2 separate regions of the Sus scrofa genome follow, and region 2 is linked to region 1. A link is a contact called in public HiChIP or PLAC-seq data. All regions are on one chromosome and are shown on one strand. Each heading gives the region's core, a stretch centred on a gene start, on an enhancer-like site or on the middle of the called end of the contact. The rest is flanking DNA. Distances are from core to core; before and after follow the strand shown.

What was found. HiChIP or PLAC-seq counts read pairs in DNA pulled down with a chosen protein or histone mark.
Region 2: an H3K27ac HiChIP or PLAC-seq map of alveolar macrophages shows a contact between it and region 1. The contact joins the promoter of FGFBP3 here to the promoter of TNKS2 in region 1. A contact is called at or near these places in 3 of 5 promoter capture datasets (fetal liver and liver), 12 of 47 Hi-C or Micro-C datasets (alveolar macrophages, embryonic fibroblasts, fetal heart ventricle and 8 more) and 2 of 2 datasets of contacts at active chromatin or transcription factors (alveolar macrophages and skeletal muscle).

The regions. Positions count from the first base shown.
Region 1 is chr14:103,393,794-103,399,588 of Sscrofa11.1, forward strand. It overlaps TNKS2 (tankyrase-2), which reads left to right and starts at 2,631. Exons shown (of 27, transcript XM_001926556.7): 1 at 2,631-3,128. The coding sequence starts at 2,930.
Region 2 is chr14:103,515,550-103,521,344 of Sscrofa11.1, forward strand. It overlaps FGFBP3 (fibroblast growth factor binding protein 3), which reads right to left and starts at 2,092. Exons shown (of 2, transcript NM_001258356.1): 1 at 1,206-2,092; 2 at 239-655. The coding sequence starts at 1,977. The coding sequence ends at 1,207.

The DNA.
Region 1 (5,795 bases), core at 1,381-3,880:
CACCTCATCTAAGTGGAATCATACAGTATTTGTCTTTTTGTGACTGCCTTATTTCACTTAATGTCCTCTAGGTTCATCCATGTTGTAGCATATGACAGGTATCCTTTTTTAAAACTGAATAATAGTCTATTGTATGTATATACCACATTTTGTTGATCAGTTCATCTGATCATGGACATTTGGGTTACTTCTACCGCTTGGCTATTGTGAATAATGCTGCTATGAATGTGGGTGTGCAAATATCTCTTCAAGGCCCTGCTTTCAATTCTTTTGTGCATAGGTCCAAAAGAAGAATGACTGGATCATGTGGTAGTTCTATTTTAAATTTTTTGAGGAAATGTCACATTGCTTTTCTCAGCAGTTGCACCATTTTACAATCCCACCAGGAATGCTCGTTTCCAATTTCTCCATAAATTTCACCAACACTTCTTATTTTCTGTCCTTTTGATAGTCGTCATCCTTATGAGTGTGTGGTATTATCCCACTGTGGTTTTAATTTGCATTTTTCCACTGAGAAATTTAGAAATTTGATACTTTTTAAAATGAGGACTAAGACCTCCTTGAGATACCATTTACACTCCATATGTTGGAAAAAATTAATCAGACAGTATCCAGCATTGATGAGGACAGAGTTTTTTTTAAGACTCCTAAACTCAGCTAGTGTGTCTATTTTAAACAATCTCTTTGAAAAACAATTTGGCTTTACCTTGTAAAGTGAACATTCATTCCTTGTGACTCAGTGATCCCACCCCTGGATAGTCCATTTCCTCAGTGTTTTTCAAAACTTGTGTTACCACTCATTTGTGAGTTCTGTAATCCATTAACTGAAAGTCATAACTAGCATTTTTCTAAACATTGAAGAAATGAATATTGTTTTATTATTTGATGACACTTTTGTTTTATGTATAAGTATGTTTACTGGCTGAAGACACAAAATGCATTTCTTTTTTTTTTTTTTTTTTTTTTTGTCTTTCTTTTGTTGTTGTTGCTATTTCTTGGGCCGCTCCCGCGGCATATGGAGGTTCCCAGGCTAGGGGTTGAATCGGAGCTGTAGCCACCGGCCTACGCCAGAGCCACAGCAACGCGGGATCCGAGCCGCGTCTGCAACCTACACCACAGCTCCCGGCAACGCCGGATCGCTAACCCACTGAGCAAGGGCAGGGACCGAACCCGCAACCTCATGGTTCCTAGTGGGATTCATTAACCACTGCGCCACGACGGGAACTCCACAAAATGCATTTCTTATACTATAGGCAGTGGTCAAAATGTCTGCCTCTCATTTTAAATACTTGTACATGTGCACCAGAAGAATGCATAGGAATATTCATAGCACTCTTGTTCATAACAAAAAATTGGAAAGAAACCAAATGGCAGCATTGTAAATTTGAGCACATTCCCAAGCAAAAACTGAATTTGCCGAAAAAGAGGTTAAGAAATTCAGGGGAGGGGGAATATGCTTGCCTGCATTGCAAAGGTCAATATGTATCCCTTTACGTTTGCATTATCTTTCTTTTTTTTTTTTTTTTTTTTTGTCTTTTTGCTATTTCTTTGGGCCACTCCCGCGGCATATGGAGGTTCCCAGGCTAGGGGTCGAATTGGAGCTGCAGCCACTGGCCTACGCCAGAGCCACAGCAACACAGGATCCGAGCCGCGTCTGCAACCCACACCACAGCTCACGGCAACGCCGGATCGTTAACCCACTGAGCAAGGGCAGGGACCGAACCGCAACCTCATGGTTCCTAGTCGGATTTGTTAACCACTGCGCCACGACGGGAACTCCTATCTTTCTTTTAAAAGTTTCCTAAGACTAAGGTATAGAGTACGGGATGATCATGAACAGCTGCATCAGTACCTTAGGCGTGAGAATTAATAATGTGCTTTTCTTGCTTCCATAGTAAAAAAAAAAAAAAAAAAATCACAATTCATTAAACTGTCAGCAATGTGTATACCCAGGATAAGCACACCTCAGCCAAATCAACATAATATTGATTTATGATGGGCCCTTCAATTAGTCCCGAGCTAATAACTAAGGGAAAAGTAATTAATCTGAGCAATGCCTCTCCGTTATTAATTTATACTTGGAACAAACTTTCATCGCTTTCCTAATTTCCTAAACGATCTGGGGGCGGTTCATCCAAACTTCCCATCAAGCAAGTCATTCATTTCCGAGAAGTGGCTCACAAAAAACAACAAAATAGCAGTTGCCGGGGCAGGGAGAAGGTTGGGGAGGTGGGGGTTGGGGGAGCACAAAAACAAACCAAACCAGAAAAGAAACCCTCAAGGAGAAAGTGATTGTGGAAGCTGAAAAAAATGGAACATTTCCTCATAACAAGTCCAAAATAATATGTAAGATCGGAGAGAAAACTTTCGAGAGTTCTTTCCAGTGTTGTAGCAGTAAGGAAATTCAGACCAGGAAATCCATTCTTTAAACAGAGACAATAAGCAGAATTGTTCGACTCCATCAAAAGCCACCACAAAGATGGCGGTGGGACGAAGCCCCTTCTTCTCCCGCGGCCGGAGGCTCTCGCCTCACATTTCCCACAAGCCCCTCCGCGCGGCCTGGCTCTCCGAAACCCAGCCGGCCGCTCTGCCGCCACTGCGCACGCGCGGCACGACGTCACGTGCGCTCCCGGGCTCAGCAGAGCTGGCAGGAGGGGCCTTGCCAGCTTCCGCCGTCGCGTCGCTTAGTGTCTCAAACGGCGGGTTCGCTGTGCCTCCGCCGTCTCAGGGCAGCCAGGGGTCGTGGGGCTGGGCGAGGGGTGCGCGGCAGCGCGGCCATGGGACTGAGTCGAGCCCGGTGACAGCAGGGAGTCAAGCGGCCCGGGCCCTGAGCTCCTCTCCTCCCGGGGCCCTCGCCCTCCTGCTCGCGGGGCCGGGGCTCCTGCTGCCGCTGCTGGCGCTGCTGCTGGTGGCGGCGGCGGCCAGGATCATGTCGGGCCGCCGCTGCGCCGGCGGGGGCGCGGCCTGCGCGGGCGCGGCGACCGAGGCGGTGGAGCCGGCCGCCCGCGAGCTGTTCGAAGCGTGCCGCAACGGGGACGTGGAGCGAGTCAAGAGACTAGTTACGCCCGAGAAGGTGAACAGCCGCGACACGGCGGGCAGGAAGTCCACGCCGCTCCACTTCGCCGCAGGTAACCCAGGCCATTGCCGCCTCGACTCGCCCCAGACCCCACCTGCGCACCCAGGCTCGCAGGCCCCAAAGCAGACATAATGCTCCTCTGACCCCGGCCTTTCCCATAGGACCCCGGTCCCATTCATCTCGATGTTGTCGAATGGGAACTGAGGAAATGGGGGTAGGGGAGTAGGGGCGAGCGTGCTGAACTCACTGGAAGTTTTGTTTTTGTTTTTGCTTTGTTTTGTTTTGTATCGACAATACCTGTACCAACTTCCGGTCTTACTAACCTGAAAGGCCTTGTACACACAGAGTAAGAGATGTAATAGACCTTGTGATTTTAAAGGCCAGTTAACTGTAAAATCTATCGTTCTTGCACGTTCCACTGTAACACTTAACAATCCTTTGATATACAATCTTAAAGGCTTTTATAAAACGCAGGAGTGTAATTCAAGAAGAGTAGCTTAATTGACCATTGACACATTACCCTTAATGAGTTTATCAGGGTAGCAAGTTTCTAGAGAGACTAGAACTGGAAATAGTCAAGTTTGGGAGAACTGAGATCTGACTTAGGCTGGGTGCGATTGGGTAGTCCCTGCCAGACTCAACTTAGGGTGGAAAGTAGAATGAGAGGAAAGACGGTGCAGGTTCTCTAGCTTGGATTTAGAATTTAAATTGGTACTAGCCTCGCCTCATTCTGAGATTTAGATTGTTTGAAGTACTTTATTTTAATTTTTGCTAGGTTCACTTTGTAATATAAGCTTTTTAAATTTAATTGAAAAATTAAAAAATTAAAGATGAAACAGCTCATTTCTACAAGGCATTTATGCTTTTCTTTTTGAGGAAAGATCGTGATTATCCTCAAGGGAGCCATGCACGATTAAAAGTGGGAATAGAGTGTCATACTTCCGTTAGTCCTGGTTTTTCATTTTGGGTATTACATGCTTGTTTAAAATAATTTTTTGAAAAAGCAGAACTATATGTTTTAAAGCACTGTTTTTTGGAGTAGGAATGATGTGCAGAGAAGGAAAGATTTCCGTATTCACAGACATTGTTGGGCTCCCACTGAGAAGCCTTTTAAGGGAGAAGATTTAGGAGGCCATTGGTGGGAGAAGTAGAAACAAGACTGTAGGCAGCAGAAAGGGAATGGGGAAGAATTCTAAAATCAAATCTCCTTTTTCACCATTTTGCCTAAAATTTTGGTGATCAGTGCTGCCTTTCCTCAGCTAATTTGGATTGTCGTTTTTGTCCATGTAGTCAACATTTAAACAACTGATTTGGCAAACTTTCATACCCAACTGATACGTAATCCAAAGGGTAGTGTTACTTAGATTCTGTTCACTTGATCTGTGGGATAAAAATAACCAAGGAAGATCTTAGTTGCTACCTTTCAAGAATTTGTTGTATTAGTGAGTTCATCTCTGAAAATAGTAATATTTGGAGGTTTAAGGTTATGGATTAGCTTCTGATTGACCTTGTTCCTCCCAACCTTCCCACCCTCAGTTCTGTCCCAGCATTTCAAAGTACTTTTTAATGTAGATTTCATGTAGTTTGGTCAGACTGAAAAGGAGAATTTTATTTTAGGAACCAACTCACCCATCATAATTTACCACATACAGGTTAAAAGATTAAGAATTTATGGTATAGGAGTTCCCGTTGTGGCTCAGTGGTTAACGAATACGACCAGGAACCATGAGGTTGCAGGTTCAATCCCTGGCCTTGCTCAGTGGGTTGGGGATCCGTCATTGCCTTGAGCTGTGGTGTAGGTTACAGACGCAGCTCAGATCTGCCATTGCTGTGGTTGTGGTGTAGGCCGGAGGCTACAGCTCTGAGTCGATCCCTAGCCTGGGAACCTCCATATGCCACAGGTGCAGCCCCAGAAAAGACAAAAAGACAAAAAGACAAAAAAAAAAAAAAAAAAAAAATTAAAAGAATTTAAGGTATGAAAGTAACAAAATAAAAAAATTACTGATGGCCTGCATTAAACCTGAGCTTTAAAGCCTTGCATTTAAATCTAGATAGATACTTTTTTAAAAAATTAGTCTTATAAATTTAAGTTAGTAGTTCGATTAATGAGAAAGAACCTGTTTTAATTTTTAAGTAAAATTAAAGGAGTTCCCTAGAGGCCTAGCCGTTAAAGATTCAGCGTTGTCACTGCTGCAGCTTGGGTCATTGCTGTGGTGCAGGTTCCATCCCTGTCCCCAGGAACTCCCACATGCCATGGGCACAGCAAATAAATACGTACATACATCCAGCTGCATTTTCTCTTAATATATGGAGAATACATTTTATAAACTCTTTGTAGGTGGTGAGTTATCAGTCATGCTAATGTGCAGCATGTCTTTGGAAGCTCAGTGTAGGTGGGACTGCGTAGCTGCCTGACCAAGCAGTTTTTTATGTTTGTACATTATAGGGTAAGTGTGGGAGTGGGAAACTCTTTTTCTTTTTTTTTTTTTTTCTGCTAATTAAATTTGTAGGTTTTATGGGGGTAGGCTAGACATGATTTTGTTTTAAGTTTGGTTTTAGTGAAGCAAGTAAAGCATTTATTAGGAGAGAATGTATGTGCAGAGAAAGCACAGGTGGGCTCAAAGAGAGGCAGGGAGGGATAGCCTTGGGCTTTGGGGGTTTAAATCACTTATATGGGGTTTTTGCGTTGATTTCTAAGGAATAGAAATGAGAGATCTGT
Region 2 (5,795 bases), core at 842-3,341, 120 kb after region 1:
TTTGGAACTTCCTTCAAGGTACACTCAGAACTAGATCAAATGCAGTCAAAATTTCCATTGTCCTGGCGTTCCCACTGTGGCCCTATGGGATTGGCAGTGTCCTGGGAGCTCTGGGACACAGGTTAGATTTCTAACCCTGCAGAGTTTCGGCTGCAGCTCTGATCTGATCCCTGGCCAGGGAACTCCTGATGCCCTAGGGTGGTCAAAAGTGAAAAATAATTTTTCCATTGTCCCGTCGATTCTTTAACCATTTTATTGAGCACGTAACGTATGCAAAGTCTATCATCACATCTTATTTAAAATGAGATACGTTAGCAATTAATTACATGAAACAGATACAACTTTATAATGGTCCAACTGACTCTGAGATCTATTCTTACATTTTAGCTGTTTCAAAAAATACGATCAAATATAAAGATAATTGTCTTTTTAAAACCTACTGGAGCACTTCTATAATTCACCTCTGAATTTGGAATGTTAATGGGAAAGTTTCAGAACACCAGCCATCACTCTGTGTAAAAGCAGCACTTCTGAAAGAATTCAAAGGCAATTATCCTGAAAAATCTTTTCACTGAGTCAGTTTTGAGCTCCAAATGGCTTCTATCCCTATGGAAATCATCCGTGACACCAGACAGCACCCAAGTTCATACTAATTCTGAAAGAGAAAAATAAATTGGTGATCTTGTCAGCTGATTAGGTGAGAAGACCCTGAAGATACAACATGGCTCAGGTTATCAGTTGTTCTTGATTACATTTTAATATGTGTTAAACATTGTATCCTGCTTCCCATATGAGTAACATCATTTAAGTCAGTCTTTCCTTTTTTTTTTTTAGCTTCTCTGTACCCTCCCCTCTCCGTGTTTTGCTGAGGCTGCACATTTAAGCTATGCCTACATTTAAGATACGCCTACTTCTGTTTCCAGTATTTCTTCTGCTCTTAATCAGAGTCGAGACGTAATAATTTTTAACCTCTCTTAATAATTTTTAACTGTCTCAGAGGTCCTCCATACTTTCATCCCAGGCCTCACTATTTCCACCCTCCCCCCCAGCCCCATTCTAGAACCTGGACTCCTCCCTGCTCTCTATCCGATATCTCTGGGCCTAGGAGGTCCTTGGCTTCTGCTTACCCGCTGCGCACATACTCCCCCCCTTTCCTGTCTTCTCTATCCCCCCTTTCCCCCCCAGCCCCTTCCCAGGCCTGCAACCTCAGCCATTCCAGAAATTGACAAAGAAATTGCAGAGGGAGTGCCACTTCTCAGCACAGTAGGTCTCCGTGAGCTTCGCGTTCTCGTCCAGCCCGTCGGGATCGGGCCAGGTCCCCAGGGTCTGCTCCTCTTCTGGGTCCAAGGCCGCCTTCCTCTTGCCCCACTTGGTCTTCTTCTCCGAGGGCTTCCCTATGGGCGGCGCGCTCGGAGGAGGCGGGGCCCTGGCGCCTGGGCCGGGAGCTGGCTCCCGGGGTCGCCCCCGGCTCCTGGCCGGGAGCTTGGAATCCCGGGGGAAACCCGAGGCGATGGGGTCAGCCGGTGCGGATTCGTGGGGCACTAGGCGCAACTCGGCGCCATGGCCCTTCTTGCCCGCGCACAGGCGAGCCTTGAGAGGCGAGAGGTCGTGGCAGGGCCGCGGCTTCCTCCGTAGCCCGCCCAGCACCTGCTTCCAGTACAGCGAGCTGCGGGCAGCGTAGGCGGCGCAGCGCCACGGCTCGCCGCGGTAGGCGCACTGGTGGTGCGCCCCGTCCGGAGCCTGGCAGCGCAGCGCCAGCTCGCTGCCCGCTGAGGGCCCTGGGGCGGGCTGCAAGAGCTGCCAGCTGCACGCGTGCCTCTCGGGGCTGACGAAACGGCCGGAGGAGCCGCCCGCAGGGCCCGGGGCAGACTCGGCGGTGCTGGCGGCAGCCCTCTGGTCTCTCCTGGCAGCTGCGAGAAGGCAGCCACCCAGCAGCAGCAGAAGCGAGAGCGACCTTCGAAGCCTCAGAAGACCCATGGCTCGTTGTGCCTGCGCGCAAGTCGGCTCTCCAGGGAACCCTGGGCACTTCAGTGGTAACAGGGCCAGGAGAGCAGCATCCCTTGGACCTGGGGACAGAGGCACAAACTGCTAATGACTGAGCCGGGCGCAGCCCTAAGTCCAACACATGCACCTGCCAGTCCCCTTCCCCAGACTTCTGGGCGCTGGTTTCCATTGGGCAGCAGCACCATACGACGGGTCCCTCTGAAAAGTTTTCCTGGGAAAAAGTCAATTACTGTCTAATCTTTTTGAAACCGTTTACACGTTGAGGTTTTCTCCCCTATGCAAATACGGTAGCAAAGCGATGCCTGGTAATTACCACCTCCACACCTTCCTCCACCCCGTCCCTTCTCCATCCTCTAATAAATTATCTACATAATCATTTCAGATTATTCTTTGGGTAAATGCACTTTTACTGCACTTTGAACTTACCTAGTTCTGGGGAAGGTGGCGGGGTCTTATTAATGTGGAAGGAATAACTGCATGAAGGATTAGTCTGTTTTAGCCGGCTCCCAGTGAATGAATGTGTTATCAACAGGATAGAAGGGGCCTCCCCCTCTATGCCCCTCCCAGACTTCTCTCTTACTGGGAGATTTCCCACCATCACGCCACACACACACACACACACACACACACACACACACACACACGAAGGAGCGATGTAACATGAAATATATATCTTTTTTCTTCCAGTCTTTAAAATAATCACATGAATTTTAGCAAATCGTTCTTTTCCTTCCTTTTACATATTTTAATCATCTGAAAATAAAAGTTAAACAGAAAGATCTGTTTTAAGAGTTAGACAACCTTAAATGAAAGAAAACAATTGTCAATTGACACTATTTTTTTATCATTTGAATTCTTTATTTTCACCCGCCGAGTTCTTTATTTTCCAACTGTCTTATCCTAATCATCCTAATAACTGTTACTACTAACATAAATATAATATCTCAGTTTATAGACTCATTGTACTGTCCAGCACTTCACCCAGGGGTGAGCATTTGGTCTTTTGATTATTTTTAAGTATTCTAAGTCATTTATAAATTTCTTATATAAATCAGAAGTTTAAGAAATTCTTTTGATTATAATGCAAGGTAATATTATCAATTCAAACAGTCTTTCAGTCAAAATTAATGTGTTCTTGAATCTTGAGTATTTTACGTTTAAACAAAGCTATTTTTTACACTTTGGGATAGTACATTATCTTTTTAAAAATGTTCTCAGTGGCATTCTCGCCATGACACAGTGGAAACGAATTTGACTAGGAACCATTAGGTTGCCGGTTCCATCCCTGGTCTCGCTCAGTGGGTTAAGGATCTGGCCTTGCTGTGAGCTGTGGTGTAGGTCGCAGATGCCGCTGGAATCCCACGTTGCTGTGGCTGTGGCATAGGCCTGTGGCTACAACTCCGATTAGACCCCTAGCCTGGGAACCTCTGTATGCCATGTGTGCGGCCCTAAAAAGCAAAAAAAAAAAAAAAAAAAAAAAAAAAAAAAAAAAAAAAAAGTTCTCAGTAATAAATGTGATTTCTTTATGTCAAGAGTTTATACTTCTAATTGTTTTATACATATAAGTATTTTCCTAAAATACTTCCCAGGATGTCAAGAAGTCTCATTACATTTCCTAATGTCTTTTTGTGGACAGTATTTTCTACTACTAAACTCCCATTGGTATTGCATTCCTACAGTTACAATTTGACTACTACTATAAAAATCAAAATATTTTAGGAATTCCCGTGGTGGTGCAGGGGAAACGAATGCGACTAAGTACCATGCGACTAAGTACCCTGGCATTGCTCAGTGGGTTAAAGATCCGGCGTTGCTTGTGAGCTGTGGTGCAGGTCTCAGATGGAGCTCGGATCCTGCGTTGCTATGGCTGCGGTATAGGCCGGCAGGTGTAGCTCCGATTGGACCCCTAGCCTGGGAACCTCCATATGCCGCAAGTGCGGCCCTAAAAAGAAAAAAAAATCCAAAATATTTTAGAGTTAGAATGTATTTAAATGTGTTTTGGCACAGATTAAATATACAGTAGACCTAAAAAAATATTGACCTAAAAAAAGACATCTCTACCACTCTAGTGAAATCAGATTAAAGGATTTACCCAAGGTCACACACAAGCCGTCTGACTCCCAGTGATTGATGATCTTTACATTTCAACTTTGTATTTCATTGCCATCAATTTCAAAGTTAGTTATGTCTTAATAACACCAATTTATACTGAAAAACAATTTGTGCTGGTGAAGTTAAGAAATATTAATATGTTTCATAAACAGAGTAGTTTATTAATACATTTAATAGATGGAACACTTCTCTTCACCAGAAAACTGTATTTATATCAGCAAAGCACTGACTATTTACAGGCTTTTATCTGATGCTCTGGCATTATTAGTTATCAGCTACTGAACCAAACTGGAATAGTATTTCAGCTAAAGAGCGACATCTTGTGACATTCTTCACTAATTACAATGAAAAAGGTTTTTGTTCGTTTTATCAAAATGTCATAATTATTAAGAGAGGTATTCCAGAGACTATGATTTCTGTCAGAAACATTGCCCCCAGAACAAAAATAAGGGCATAAGTATGTGCTATGCCATATCATAAAGGGGTAACTTCTTACCAGAAGTAGTTACTTTTTATAAATTACGGTAAAATATACAGAACATAAGTGTTTTACCATTTTAACCATTTGCAGGTGTACAGTTCAGTGACGTTAAGTACATTCACGGTGCTGTAAAACCATCACCAACCATCCAGCGCCAGAACTTTTTTCATCTTCCAAAACTGAAACTCTGCATTGAGTAAACAATAACTCCTTGTTCCTCCCTTCTTTCTCCCTCTGGCAACTCTTTCTGTCTCCATGAAGTGACTATTCTAGGTACCTCATGAAAGTGGAATCATAGTTCTTTTGTGACTAGCTTATTTTACTTAGTATAATGTCCTCAAGATTCATCTATATTGAATCATGTGTCAAAATTTCCTTCCTGTTTAAGGCTGAATATTCCATTGTATGTATATTTCACATTTTGTTTCTGTGTTTGTTGGCTGACAGTTACTTGGGTTGCTTCCACCTTTTGGCTCTTGTGAATAATGCTGCTATGAATATAAATGTATGAACACCTGTTTGAGTTTCTGCTGTCAGTGCTTTGGGGTATAGATAGAAGTGGAATTACTAGGTCATATGGTAATTTTATTTTTAATTTTTGGTGGAATCTCCATATTATTTCCCAGAGTGGCTGCACCATTTTACATTCCAACCAACAGTGCCCAAGGGAACCAATTTCTCCAAATCCTTGCCAATGCTTGTTTATTTACTGTGTTTGTTTATGTGTGTGCATGCGTGTGTGTGTGTGTGTGTGTGTGTGTATTATAATAGCCACCCTACTTGGTGTGAGGTGGTATCTGATTGTGGTTTATGAGATTGGCATTCCTCTAATGATTAGTGATGTTGAGCATCTTTTCAAGTGCTTAAGGGCCATTCGTGTATATCTTCTTTGTAGAAATGTGTCTGTTCAAGTCCTTTGCATATTTTTAATCAGGTTGTTTTTGTTGCTCTTGAGTTGTGGTTTTTTTTTTTTTTATGTGGTTTAGGTGTTAACCTCTTATCAGATATGTTATTTGCAAATATTTTCTCCCATTCTGTGAGTTCCCTTTTCACTCTGGTGATAGTGTCCCTTGCTGCACGAAAGTTTTAAATTTTGACATAGTCCAAAGGAAGACATTTTTTAAAGTATCATGATGGGAGATGTGTAAGAAAAGACGAAATGGGAGTTCCCGTTGTAGCACAGTGCAAACAAATCCGC